2 separate regions of the Rattus norvegicus genome follow, and region 2 is linked to region 1. A link is a contact called in public Hi-C data. All regions are on one chromosome and are shown on one strand. Each heading gives the region's core, a stretch centred on a gene start, on an enhancer-like site or on the middle of the called end of the contact. The rest is flanking DNA. Distances are from core to core; before and after follow the strand shown. Region 1 overlaps Rad51b (RAD51 paralog B). Region 2 has its middle 27 kb from the start of Rpl36l6.

Region 1 (6,204 bases), core at 2,620-5,119:
CTTGATTGTACCCATTCTTCCTAAGTCTTATCTAGAAGCCAGTTTTACATTATTTTGTCTCATTGTTATTTACTGACTTTTACATTTTTATTTTGTGTGTATATGTAGCATATGCATGTGTGCCTCCCAGCACTGGGGTTACAGGAGCACACCACCAGGTCCAGTTTTTACATGGGATTAGGGGATAGGAACCTGGGCTTCAAGCTTGCACGCCGAGCAATTTCTCTTGAACCATTTCCCCAGCCCCTGATGCCCAGCTGTCAGGGAGAAAGTCATAGTTCAACTGTTGAAGAAGAAAAGTCTTGGGGCTGGGGATTTAGCTCAGTGGTAGAGCGCTTATCTAGGAAGCGCAAGGCCCTGGGTTCGGTCCCCAGCTCCGAAAAAAAGAACCAAAAAAAAAAAGAAGAAGAAAAGTCTTGTTTTTCCCTTGGATAAAAGAGGTATACCAAAAAAAATTAATACAGTAATGCATTCAACGTAGATATGATTGTATCTTTCTCTTTGAATAACATGCAGCTCCTTGGCCTACTCTATAACTAGTGACTGAAACATCTATCTATCTATCTATCTATCTATCTATCTATCTATCTATCTATCTATCTGACCTTCTTTCCCTCATGAGTATACATGCATGTATATTGAGGCCATAGGTTAATCAGATGCTCCTCAGGTGATCCACTTTGGTTTTTAGGACAAAGGCCTCTCATTTGGCCCAGACCTGGTAAGTTTGACTAGGCTAGCTGGCCAGCAAAGCTCATGGACTTCCCTGTATCAGTCTCCCCATAGCTGAGATTATGATCACAAGTTACTACACCGACCTCCTCATGTGAGTGCAGCAGATTTCATTAATTAAGGTCCCCTTGACTACACAGCAAGCGCTTTACTGACCATCCTCCTGTGTTTTATTTTGTTTTTTTTTTTTAACCCACTCTCAAGGCATCAAGTTTCCAAATCTCTCTATTGAACAGTTAATAATTTCAAGGTCCCTTTTGGTAATACCCATGTTAGTTTTGATCCCTGTGGTATGCCTAGCATATAGCATGCCTCGCACATAGTGTGTACTCAAAACCTGTAACTTCAGTGCACAGATGAAACTCCTACAGCAGCTGCAGTTCAAGCTCTCTGTATGAGAATTTAGAGATTTATTGAGCATCTCTGAGACAATTTATCCAGAAATGGGGACAATGGTTCTCACAGTTATTACAAAGATTAAACAAGACCAACCACATAAAACACAGATTTTTTTATATATGCATATATATGAGCTGGAAAAATGACTCGGCCATTGAGAGCTCTGGCTGCTCTACAAGGGGACCCAGGATTTGATTCCCAGACCCACATTGTAACACCAGTTCCCAGGGATCTGGCACCTTCCTCCGGCCTCTACAGATACCAAGCTTGCACACAATGCATACACATACAAGCAGGCAAAACACCCATTCACATAATAAAATAAAAGTTAAAATTAAATTATCCTAAATGTGACCCATACTATTTGAATGTGTATTTAATGTGAAAATTTGAATTTAAAAAATATGACATTGTAATTGATGTTATTCAAACTAACTTTATAACCACATTTTTATTAGATAACAAAAAAGTTCAGAAAAAACTAGGAAGACATGGAAATATTAAAAAACAAAGAAAATTAGGGGAAACCCTCATATATAAGAAAATGTCTTAAAAGAAAATAACTCCTTTATATTCTTATGGCTTGAAGCACAAGAGATAATTTCCAAGTGACAAAAGTCACACAAATATACCAGCTAAGACTTTGATTTTTACTGAAGTTATACTCTAGATCTATACAAAACAAAAAACAAAAAACAAACAAAAACAAAACAAAACAAAACAAAGTTACTTCTTAGAGGCGCCAACATGGAGGTAGTCTTGGGGGGCTTATTAACACAGGGCTTACTATCCAATCTCTCCTTCCACCCACACCCGTACACTAATTTCCTCTAAAATAAGTCTAAAGCGCCATCTACTGTGTCTGCTCTATCACAGCTCTTTTGGCCAGAGAGCACTGCAGAAATGAAAACAGAATACTGAGCATGTAGAATACTGAGAATGCCACTTGAAAATCTTCTTCCAAAGAATGAAAGAAACCTGTCTTCCCCCAGCATATACATTTATATAATATTCTTAGGCTTTTCTTTTCACCTCCTTATTAAATAGGACTGAGGATTAAACACACACACACACACACACACACACACACACACACACACACACACACACATCAGAGACCAGAGAGCTCCTTTGTATGCTAAGGGAATAGCAGTAACAATCGCATCTTTGCTGCTGCTGCTGTTGATTTGCCTTTGCAGTGCCGAGGAATAAAATCCAAAAATCTATTTTATAGAAAATAATATAAGCTACTGAGACGTTATTAGATATTTTGGTTAAGTCACATAGCTAGTGAATGACCAGACATTCAGAGTAAACTTTCTAACCACAATAACAGTGTTTCTGTTACTCCAGCACCCTTCCACCTTCCCAGTGCCCTCGGTTAGGAGTCGGGGGTGGAGCTGACACCAACTTTCAGCAAGTATTCTCTTATGCTGAGAATGTACTCCCTGACGGCTCTAATTCAGTGTCGTTTTGTCTCTTTGTTTCAGTTTTTGCAATACTGAGATGGAACACTGACCTAGTACATGCTAGGCAAGAGCTCTACACTGACCTAGTTAGTACACGCTAGGCAAGAGCTCTACACTGACCTAGTTAGTACATGCTAGGCAAGAGCTCTACACTGACCTAGTACATGCTAGGCAAGAGCTCTACCACTGACCTAGTACATGCTAGGCAAGAGCTCTACACTGACCTAGTTAGTACATGCTAGGCAAGAGCTCTACACCGACCTAGTACATGCTAGGCAAGAGCTCTACACTGACCTAGTACATGCTAGGCAAGAGCTCTACACTGACCTAGTACATGCTAGGCAAGAGCTCTACCACTGAGCTACATCACCAGCCCTAGAATATGAGATCTTTGTTTTTAACAAGTGGCCTCCAATGAATCTGATAGAACTAGTCTGAGGCCTTGCATTTAGACCCATGGAGGTTGGGGGGAAGGGGAGGGTGTGTTGGGGAGGGTGGGTTGGCTTGGGCTATTTAGTCAGGATATTACTCACAAAAGAATTCCTCTACTTTTGGGTAAAGGTTCTCCTGATTTTTCAATTTGAAGTGTTTAAAGACCGAGAACTGTGAAAATACAAGGGTGTCACAAAATTAAAACATTTAAAGGACTTTATGGCTTTTGAAACAGGAACGTATACAATTGGTAAATGGAAAACTTTAATTTTTTTATAATAATCTCAGAAGAGTATGGAAGGAATGAAGTCTTCCTGTTCTGTATACAAGTCCTTTTCTGGCCCTCTAGATACCTGACTCTCTGTAGTGGTTTTCCAAAATTACTCCAGGGATTCCAACTCCAGGAGGTAGAGCCAGCCCCATCTTCTCCCTGCTTAGATAAAACAAAGGCACCACCACAGAGCCTGAAAGCTCTCCTCCCCCTCAGCCCTCTTGACTCCTGTTCCTGTGTTTCATTCAGTTGTTTACGACCACACAAATCCTTTCCTAATGTGAGGATACCTACAGCCTGCCAGCCCACAGTGCCTGTGACAGTGCTGTCTTATGTTTTCAACTCCCAGAACCTTTTTCGTTTCTAGGCACCAGTGTACTGAGACCCTCTAAGTAGTATACAATGTCCCGATTCTTCTAATAATGCTTGAAAAGGGAGAAGGGGAGTGTGAAAGAGGTGTGACGTGTGGAGCCAGGGTTAAGGCTCAGTGGTAATGTGTTCTTGGCTCGTACAATGCACTGGTTTCAGTCCCATGAATCAATAGCCTATCACAGGGTGGGTGTGTTAACAGGCCTTTGTAATGTACACAGCCCAATGAGTCACATTTGTGAGCTGTATCAGTGAAGAACTTATTCTACTACTGCTGTACAAACATCCTTGCAATATCTCATGGCATTTCCTTGAGAATTAGTCCTGGAGGCAATCGATTCCCTGTACTACTTTATATCTCGTTTACATTTTAAGTCTGTCACTGAGATTCTAAAAGACAGCCGGCTATTTAAAAATGAAGAATAATCTACAAACCACAGGAAATACTTAAAAGGTTATAGGAAGGGCTAGACCTGCCCATCAAAAAAGCAAGCATGTGTAGAAAGTAAGCACACAATATCCCATGGTTGTTTTGAAGGGAAATAACACCCACTCCTATATACTACGACTGACCTGAGTGTCCAAAAGACACTCAAATGCCATATTTTTACATCACTGTTGCTTCTAACCAGAATGTTCTTTGTCCCAGTCTTCACATTCTGGAGAGAGCAGTTCCCTCAAGAGGGCAAGGCTCTGCAACTTCATTGGTGTACCCTGGCTGCTCCACAAAAACCATCACTTCGAGTTCAGCATGTCTGCCCCAAATTGCCCAATCCTTCCACTATTTCTAATACTACAAAGCAGCTTCCCAGAAACCTCATGTTAGGATCAAGCAAAACAATTTGGTGTCATCAGCAGATTTCACCATTTCCTCTTAGACTCATTAACACGCCAAACAAACATGATTCTGGTGTCAACTCTCGGAGTTACTACCATGACTACCATGAATCTTTCTCTTCAAATGAAGCCAGACCGTTCTCTGCTACTTAGTGATTCCCATCATAGAACTAGAATGTGTTTATTTACTAGCGGTTAAATTCTGATGGCTATTTTCTAACTGAAGGTTGCAAAATGCATTACAAAAGTAAGGGGGTGGGGGGAGTGTCCCAAAGGAAAGGCCCAAAAGGCAGCAAAAAGAAACAGCTCCCAGCTGAGCAATTTACCCAATCACTCAAACATCCCCAGACTCTTCTGGTTCTCAAACTACAACACAATTTTGACCTTTCCTCTCCAATTATTTATTTCTTTATAGTTATATGAGAGACCACTATTAAACACACTTGAAAATTCTGCAGGAATGATAACCAGTAGATTCAGTTACTTTATTAGATTTTCTTCCCTTTAGTGCATTGAAAGAAAAAAGGCAAACAGCCCTTCTATAGAAAGTAAAGATCCAAACAGTTTTACACCCAAATGATGGACAGCACAGAAAACAACACTTGCCCGCCCTCTTTCACTCAAGGGCAAGTCCACTTGAAGCTTTATCCTGCCTCCCCAGCTTATATCTGCCATTACATTATAGGAGAAATGTGAAAATTAAAGAAAACCAGGCTGACAAGGAAGCAACACTGTCCTTATGCAATCTTCCTCAGAGCAGCAACATTCTAAATGCCTCTCTCACCTGCCCCATTCTAGCAGACCCCCATCCAAAAGGTGGCACTGTACCACATCACATTCACCCTGTTTTAAATGACAACTTCTTGTGTGAGATCATAAGGTTAGCAGACACAATGGACACCACCATCACTGACATCGCCCTCAACCCTCACCCACAGCCCGAGATGGTCTAGGGATCATTATAGTTCTGGATGCATGGACTGAGGGAGGAGCAGAAGAACAATGGCGAGAAACTAAAAGATCTCATAAAGTGCAGTGGATTAGCAGGCAGAGCAGCACTGAGCAGTGCTCCCTTTGCCTATCTTGCCCCACACAAAATCAAGTCAAATTATTCCCCTTAAAGAGCCAAATTTGTCAAAGACTTTTAGACTTCATGTCTAGCAGCACATGAAGTGAACGGGAGGGTGTCAGGTAATTTATAGTCCACCAATCTGCTCAGGCCACCAGTGAACCACACAGCTGAAAAAGTTCACCACATCCAAAGTCAAACTCTGCTGGGATCAGAAGAATACTCATCAAGGGGCTGCACTCGGACCTCATTATGACTCCATGTTATTTTAATACTGTTCCTTGGATTTTGCCCCACACACAATTCCCAAGTCACAGAAAGACCATGAACAGTGTCCAGATGTATAAAATGCAAAAATACTTTCCTCCTACTTGTGGACTCCAAGATAAACACCACAAGAAGCACGTGTGTCTAAACTTGGAGCTCGTTCCAAATTAAATACTGCATCATGTGCACAGTGTATGGCTTAAAAAACAAAACCCCACGAATATCCTACACGGTTCATGAGCCAGGCTCGGGCAAGCACATGACCACACTGGAAGAAGGAAACATGAATCGGAGAGCCAGGGTAAAGGGTGAGAACAGACTCTGTCAGGACCTTTCCCAGAAAACTGTTGCTATTTTCA
Region 2 (6,204 bases), core at 1,369-3,868, 620 kb before region 1:
ACTTACTCTGTTAGAGGGGGTAAAAGCCCCCTCCCATCTTGGCTTTCACAGCACCTGGAGTACAATCGCCCACCTCACCTTTTACACACTGGGGTCCCCCTTCCAGGACAGCAAGCCCTTTATCAACTGATCCCTCTCATAGCCTCTAGAGAAATGTCAGTTTGACCCAGGGACTTAGGAGGGATGGTAAGAGGAGGATTTGAGGCTCCCATTCAGGGTTAGAATGAGAATAGCAGAACTAGCAAACTGTTCAGACAGTCCCAAGCCACACCTTCCTCCTTCCTTCACTTACAAGGGTAGAGATACAGGCATCATTCACAACAGAGGGACATAAAAGGTGCCTTTTAATTAAATTTAAGACCAAACCTACTTTTTTTCCGAGTAACGAAGACTCACATTTTGAGTTTGAGAGGCAGTTTTTCTTTGACCTTAAAATAAAAAGCTGGGCCAGACAGGTGGGTTTTGTGACTCCTGTTTAGCAGGTCTCCCTGGAGATGACAACTCGGAACTCCTTCACCCTAGGCTACAGGAAACCAAACACCTGCGCTGGGAAGAAACTACCTGCGGGCCACAGTGCAGAGCAGCATGACCAGGGAAAGGGGAGAGGCCGGGCAACTCCCGGCCAGCTGAAAGCCCACTTTTGTTTGACCTACATCCCAATCACCCTCTATCTCTCCTCGGGAGGGAGAGGCTGCACCGTGGAAGGTGTGGTTTTCCCCAAGGGACCGAAGTAGTCCTATGGCTACAGGAAGCCAGCCCTGGCCTCCAGGGCCCTGAGCTTGGGGGAGGAAGAACCGCCTCCTCCACCCGAGTCCGGTTAGTTGGCTCTGGAATGCAATGCTTTTTAAAGTGTCCGAGTGATAGGCACTTTCTAAGTATGTACAGCGATGGTCCGATAAGAAACCAGGCGTGAGGCTTTGCGGGTCAACGCCTACCAGCTCTACCGGTACAGCTAGCTGCTGCCCGGGCTGGGGCTGGGGACGCCCCCCTTTACAAACTTCCTTATAGAATCTGCTTCCTGCTGGGGCCCCTGTTTTTCAATTTCTACTTCTGGAATCAGAAAAAGAAAAATAAAAATCCCAACCATCACCCATCTCCCCGGGCCTCCACCTTCAGCTTCCACGACACCTAAGCCCAGGTGACCCTGATGGCCGAGGGAACTTGGCACACGAGCGTCCCCATCCCCACTGCCCCCAGCCCCGTCTCGCCTTGCTCGGTCCCACAATGCACCCTTGTACCGGGCTTGCAGCCAGGCCGGGGGATTTGGCGCAGGGATGGGGGGGGGCAATATTCCTCAGATATTTAAAACAGAGCTGAGAGAACAAAGCTGGCCTTGTGCGGCCAGTGGCAAGAGCCGGGAGCGGGGAGAAGCGGGGCTGCGCAGGGAGCATGGCTGGGGCGTGGGCACACGCGTGGCGCGGTCCCGCTCAGTTCCTGACTTGGTTCTCCCGAGTTTTCCCGGGCGCTCCTTGCAAGTGAGACTAGCTTTCATATGCTCACCACAACACGTTTAACTGAAGAAAGAAAGGTGAGAGAGAGAGAAGACACAGAGAGACATAGACACACAAAGACAGACACAGAGAGAGAGTGAAAGAGAGAGAACCATTTTCCATGTTTCTGTAGGAAGCACAGGTCATTAAAATAAAATGATAAACCAACTGGGAACTCAGGTTTTAGATGACCCAGACTAACAGGACACTTGGGTCAAAGCATTTGGAAAAAATGTCTTTGGTCATCTTTGATGCAAGAAGTGAAATCTTTTTGAGGGAACAGGCCATTTTCTCTTGTTTATGCTGGAGGACCACTCTTTTGGTTTCCTGTTTATTGTCACTTGAGATTTGGGAGCAATGATGGTTATTGTCAAGGTTCAGGCTTTTGTTTGGGGCTGTGGGCTAGCCAGTGTTTGTTTGTTTTTTAAAAGGCAAATAGAAGTAGTGTTTGCATGGTACAAAGATGAGATTGTGTCATGCACTAAGGAACTCTCGAGGGAGGCAGGGTAGCAAATAAATTTTGTTGTTATTGAAGAAGGTTGAAGAGCTCTCTTGAGTAGGACTAAACGTGACTTTGAAGGAGAAATATAATGTGCAAAGTTCTGCTTCGCCAGAACAAAGGTTGTCTCAATATGCAATGGAGAAACATGCAGAGGCTGGAGGAAGCCTACCTCGGTCTTAGGAATGAGATTCTATGCTTGACTTACCCAGACGAATGGGAAAGGTAGTCTCAAACAGATGATTCTGCAACCTTCCAAACAAGGCTCCGGGACCGAAGTCCACTGTGGTTAAATGGACAGCCCTTACAGGGCAAGTCTGGGGGAGTGGAAGGAATCAAAGGGTTACAATGCTGTGCTGAGCCCACCCTTCCCTGCCTGTGTACACACATGAGGAATTTATGGTTCTTCCCTTTCCCTTCATAGCTCAATTGCCCCCACTCCCTGTTTCTGAGCACAGAGGGGAGAGCCTTGTGTAAGCTAAGCGGCCACTCAGCCCAGCAAAGGGATTTTTATGTGAGATCATCTTGGCAAGAAGCTCTTTTACCATCCTTGACCTCCACATCTCCAGGGCAACTGCTGTGGGGACGTCACAGGCAGAAGATCATGACCCTTAGAGGCCACACTTCAGCAAGGACAGATAAACAGTTTTACTGCAATGGTCACGTAGCAGGCCCATTCTTAAGTGTGGGCTGGTTAGGATGATGTAAATGTTTTTTTCCGCTCTCTCCCACTTTCTGGCTCCAGAACCCTGGATCTAGGCATAGTCTAGGAGCATACCTTGGGGTATGAGATAAGGGAACAGTGGGGTGGGAAGCTGAGAGAAGCAACTTCTCTTAGACACAAGAACAAAGTCTCCCAGCCCATAGCCTGGTTTCTTTCTGTTTCTCTCTCGTTCTAACTCTTAGTCTGTCCCTCTCCCTTTTTACTTCCTTAGGTTATTTTGTCTTTCTATAAAGGCGGTTATTATAGTCTCCAAGACTTGCCACACTTCCTTCATTGAACCTGGGCATGCCACAGTAGAGACTAAAAGTCTATGATTATTAGGGAAATTCTAGACCTCCTACAGCTTGGATCCAGCCTGGACATGAGCGACAGGTCTTCCAGGCATCGGGCACATAGATCGTTACCATGACTCTAGCCTTAGCAGCCATTGAACTGCAATGGCTAATGCCCCCCTCAGAACTGGCTTGCCAGGCTGAGTCACTAGCCTAATCACTGTGGGCAGTAGCTGAGTCTAGGGCGGTCAGTGTGTTGCATGGTGTTGGATAACTGAACAGGAATGACATGGAGAGTGGAGAGTTAGGATCATCCAATGTCACCAGCACTCTGGAGAACTCTCATTTCTTAGCCTTCTGGCCCTTGTGTCCTCCCCTGTATCTCCCTTCTTTTTGGAACTGTGCCTTGGGCCCAGTCTCATGGAAAAACCTTACATGCTCAACTTGCTGCTCCATGCACACTGGTCTCAACGCACATCCAGGAGCGTGGAGTCTTCCTTTGCTTGCTTCCCTCCCTCCTCAGTGTCCCCCTCAGTGTGGGGATTCTCAACTCGAGTAGCATTCCCCGGTGTCCACCCAGGACTAATGTGATCCCAGGGCATGCTCAGAGTTTGGGAGGGGGAATGAAGGGACCAGTGGGCAGCTCAGGAAGGTTCTCTTGGTTCCCTTAGCAGTCGCTCTTTTGTGAGCCAGACTTGGCTGTAGAACTGGAAGGTGTGGTGAGGAGTGAAGGCAGACAAAGATCCCGTTCTGGGGCAGAGCACTTGGTGTCCGGCACATCTCTCACTACACAGGCAGAGCTTGGCAGACAGCAGTCGGGGAGGGACTGGGGCATCCCTTCCTTACATCATCCTCTGACTTCAGTAAAGACCTAGAATAGAGCTCCCTGTGCTGCGAAGTGAGGATGAGGGTGGGCACTACATGGACCCAGCTCTGTCACTACTGACTGTGTGACCCTGGGCATATCTCTGTATCTCTGCAGTTCTCTAGTTTCTTGTCTCTGGTCAGACAGCACTTTATTCTAGTTGGAGGGGACTTCCACAGGCTCAAACACTTAACCCACAAGCTGGCAACTGAAAGTACTTAGGAACCTCCCCATCCCCCCAGGCTTCTCATAAGACATAGGAGACTCCTGTCTGCCATATTCTGACATCACAATTTGAGCTTGTGTTAAGGAAACAGAAGAGACGATGGAGGAAGAGGAGGGAAGAGAATTTAAGTTAAGGGGCTCTCGGTTCTCAGGAAGCACTGCAGCCCTGCACCAATCCCACCTCGGCCTGCTGGCCTGCAGGCCTGCCAGTGACAGTCTTAGTGGCCTCAGGAGAGCTGTGATTGGGAGCCCAGCTTCCATCATTCCTCTCAGCTTCCCACAGGCACAGTTCTTTTACTTGAGGAAGACCGGGCAGATGGGAAGATGGCGTCACAAGGGAGACATGCTTCTGAGCGGAGGTAGAAGCCCACCCATGGGTTTTCATAGTCTTTGCCAATTACCCTCCACTGTGAAGCCATGTGCAAGGCGCAAACATTTCCCTCTGCACAGGAAAGCGCGAGCTAGAACCCCAGCTCCTTTCCAAGCAACACACACATCCACATCACACCGGTATCCAGATGGCCCTGAGAGCTGCTCACTCTGGGTTGGAATTTATTCTCTGTCGAGGTGCTTGGGTCTCTGTGGGGAGAGTAATTTTCTTGAGAAAGTGTTCACTTTACCTCATCTTCCAGGGGCCCATTTCCTGCTCAGCAGGCTCCAGGTAAGTGAAGTCCCGGCCCCAGGACTGGGCGGGATTCCAAACCCTTGGTGTTTCCAACCCGGAGGGGGCCATGCCTGTTGTAAATCTTGCTTCTCCTTAAAGTAGTTCAACAGAAGGAAGACATTGGAATCTTCCATAGTACACCTTAGTCATTTGCTTTTCCCTGTCAGTTAACCTCAGGACCCCAAAGTAAAACACAGTGCTTCACTGGTCTGCCTCCTTAGCGCATCTGATCTACTGAGGAGTACCTTTAGAATGTGTGGGGAATGGCGGCTTGGTTTCCTCTCCAGATGTAGTTCTTTGGACTCTCCACCCAGGGTCACTACATGCTCATGTGGCATTGGTGGTTAAGCTTATCAAAGGCACCCCTTCTGTGTGTACACAGACATTCAAGGGCACAGTTTACCTAGAGGAACTTCTGCCCCCATCAGCTCCCTGAGCAAACATTGCCCGTAGGGCTGCACACGGTGTACCTCGCACTGTCACCAGTTTTTATTTCTCTTCTTGGGAAGGTGCTTACTGGAGGGCAGAAGGTTGAGGAGTCTTTGTGTACATTCGACACAGTTTTCCAGAGGCCTAAGAGAGATACCTTAATGTGGGCATGTTTTGAGGTCTGAGGGAATTTGGAAATGTTTTATGGTAAAGGCTCAATTTTCCTGGGACAGAAGACCAGCCTTTTGAAGTTAAGGTAAGCATGGCAGATGAAACAGCTGGTCAGTTTGACATAATCCTGCCTAGAAACTTGACAGCAAATACCTTTGGGTTTGTGTGCACATTGCATTCGGATGCTTGAAGGGAATTCCCAAGAACCATCAACCTCTTTTGAGAAAAGAGAGGTGAGGTTCATGGTACTACTCTCCCTTCTCCTTCAAGAGTTCGGCCTGTGGTTAGGACATCTGGGCCCAGGGAGTTTGAACGCATCTCTGCTTTCAGTTCTAAATCCTCACCTGTCAAGAGGCTTGCTCTCCCCGCTTTGATGAATCCATTTACAGAGTTCTTCATGGTGTGGTCTGGGGGCCAAGGGGGCAAGCCTGGAAGGTTCCCTGCAGGATCTCAGGGATATCATCTTCCCCAGCTGTGACCCAGCATAAGCACCTCTAAGCCCAAAGGAACCACAGGCAGCGCGCCCACATGTACGGTCCTCAGGAGGGTGGACGACTTCCGTTTCTGTTCAGCGTTTTTCTAAATGGAGACTTAGTAGACCCCAGCATCAGACTCTGTCAGGAAGCACAGAAGCCCTCGTTCATTTGCTAGCGCGTTCAGCAGATTTTACTGAGTAGCTACCATGTGACAGACAGCTCTTGCTTAGGCTCGGGGTGAGCTGCAAGTGAGAAAAGATCCTCTGCCCACAGTGGAAATGCCACCACCCCATCAGATCTGAAACCTGGGCATGCTCCCTTCTGAGAAACAGCATTCACATTTGCTGCTTGACGCATTCTGTTTTCCTCACTAAACCCAGCTTAGGAGG

Evidence for each region. Hi-C and Micro-C count contacts between places; a contact is called where the count stands out from the background.
Region 2: a contact with region 1 is called in a Hi-C map of liver, with 7 times the contacts expected there. The contact joins two enhancer-like sites. A contact is called at or near these places in 4 of 12 Hi-C or Micro-C datasets (the A7r5 cell line, kidney and liver) and 1 of 1 datasets of contacts at active chromatin or transcription factors (oligodendrocytes).

Annotation. Positions count from the first base shown.
Region 1 is chr6:103,896,851-103,903,054 of GRCr8, reverse strand. The region is part of intron 7 of Rad51b (RAD51 paralog B); the gene reads right to left. Among named protein-coding and RNA genes, the nearest start is that of Rad51b, 70 kb to the right of the region's middle. Within about 2 kb of position 3,869, at least 9 of the 93 cell types and tissues checked have an H3K27ac peak or open chromatin away from gene starts, as enhancers often do. A contact at or near this core is called in liver, where this site is marked.
Region 2 is chr6:104,519,550-104,525,753 of GRCr8, reverse strand. No RefSeq gene overlaps it. Among named protein-coding and RNA genes, the nearest start is that of Rpl36l6, 27 kb to the left of the region's middle. Within about 2 kb of position 2,618, at least 28 of the 93 cell types and tissues checked have an H3K27ac peak or open chromatin away from gene starts, as enhancers often do. A contact at or near this core is called in liver, where this site is marked.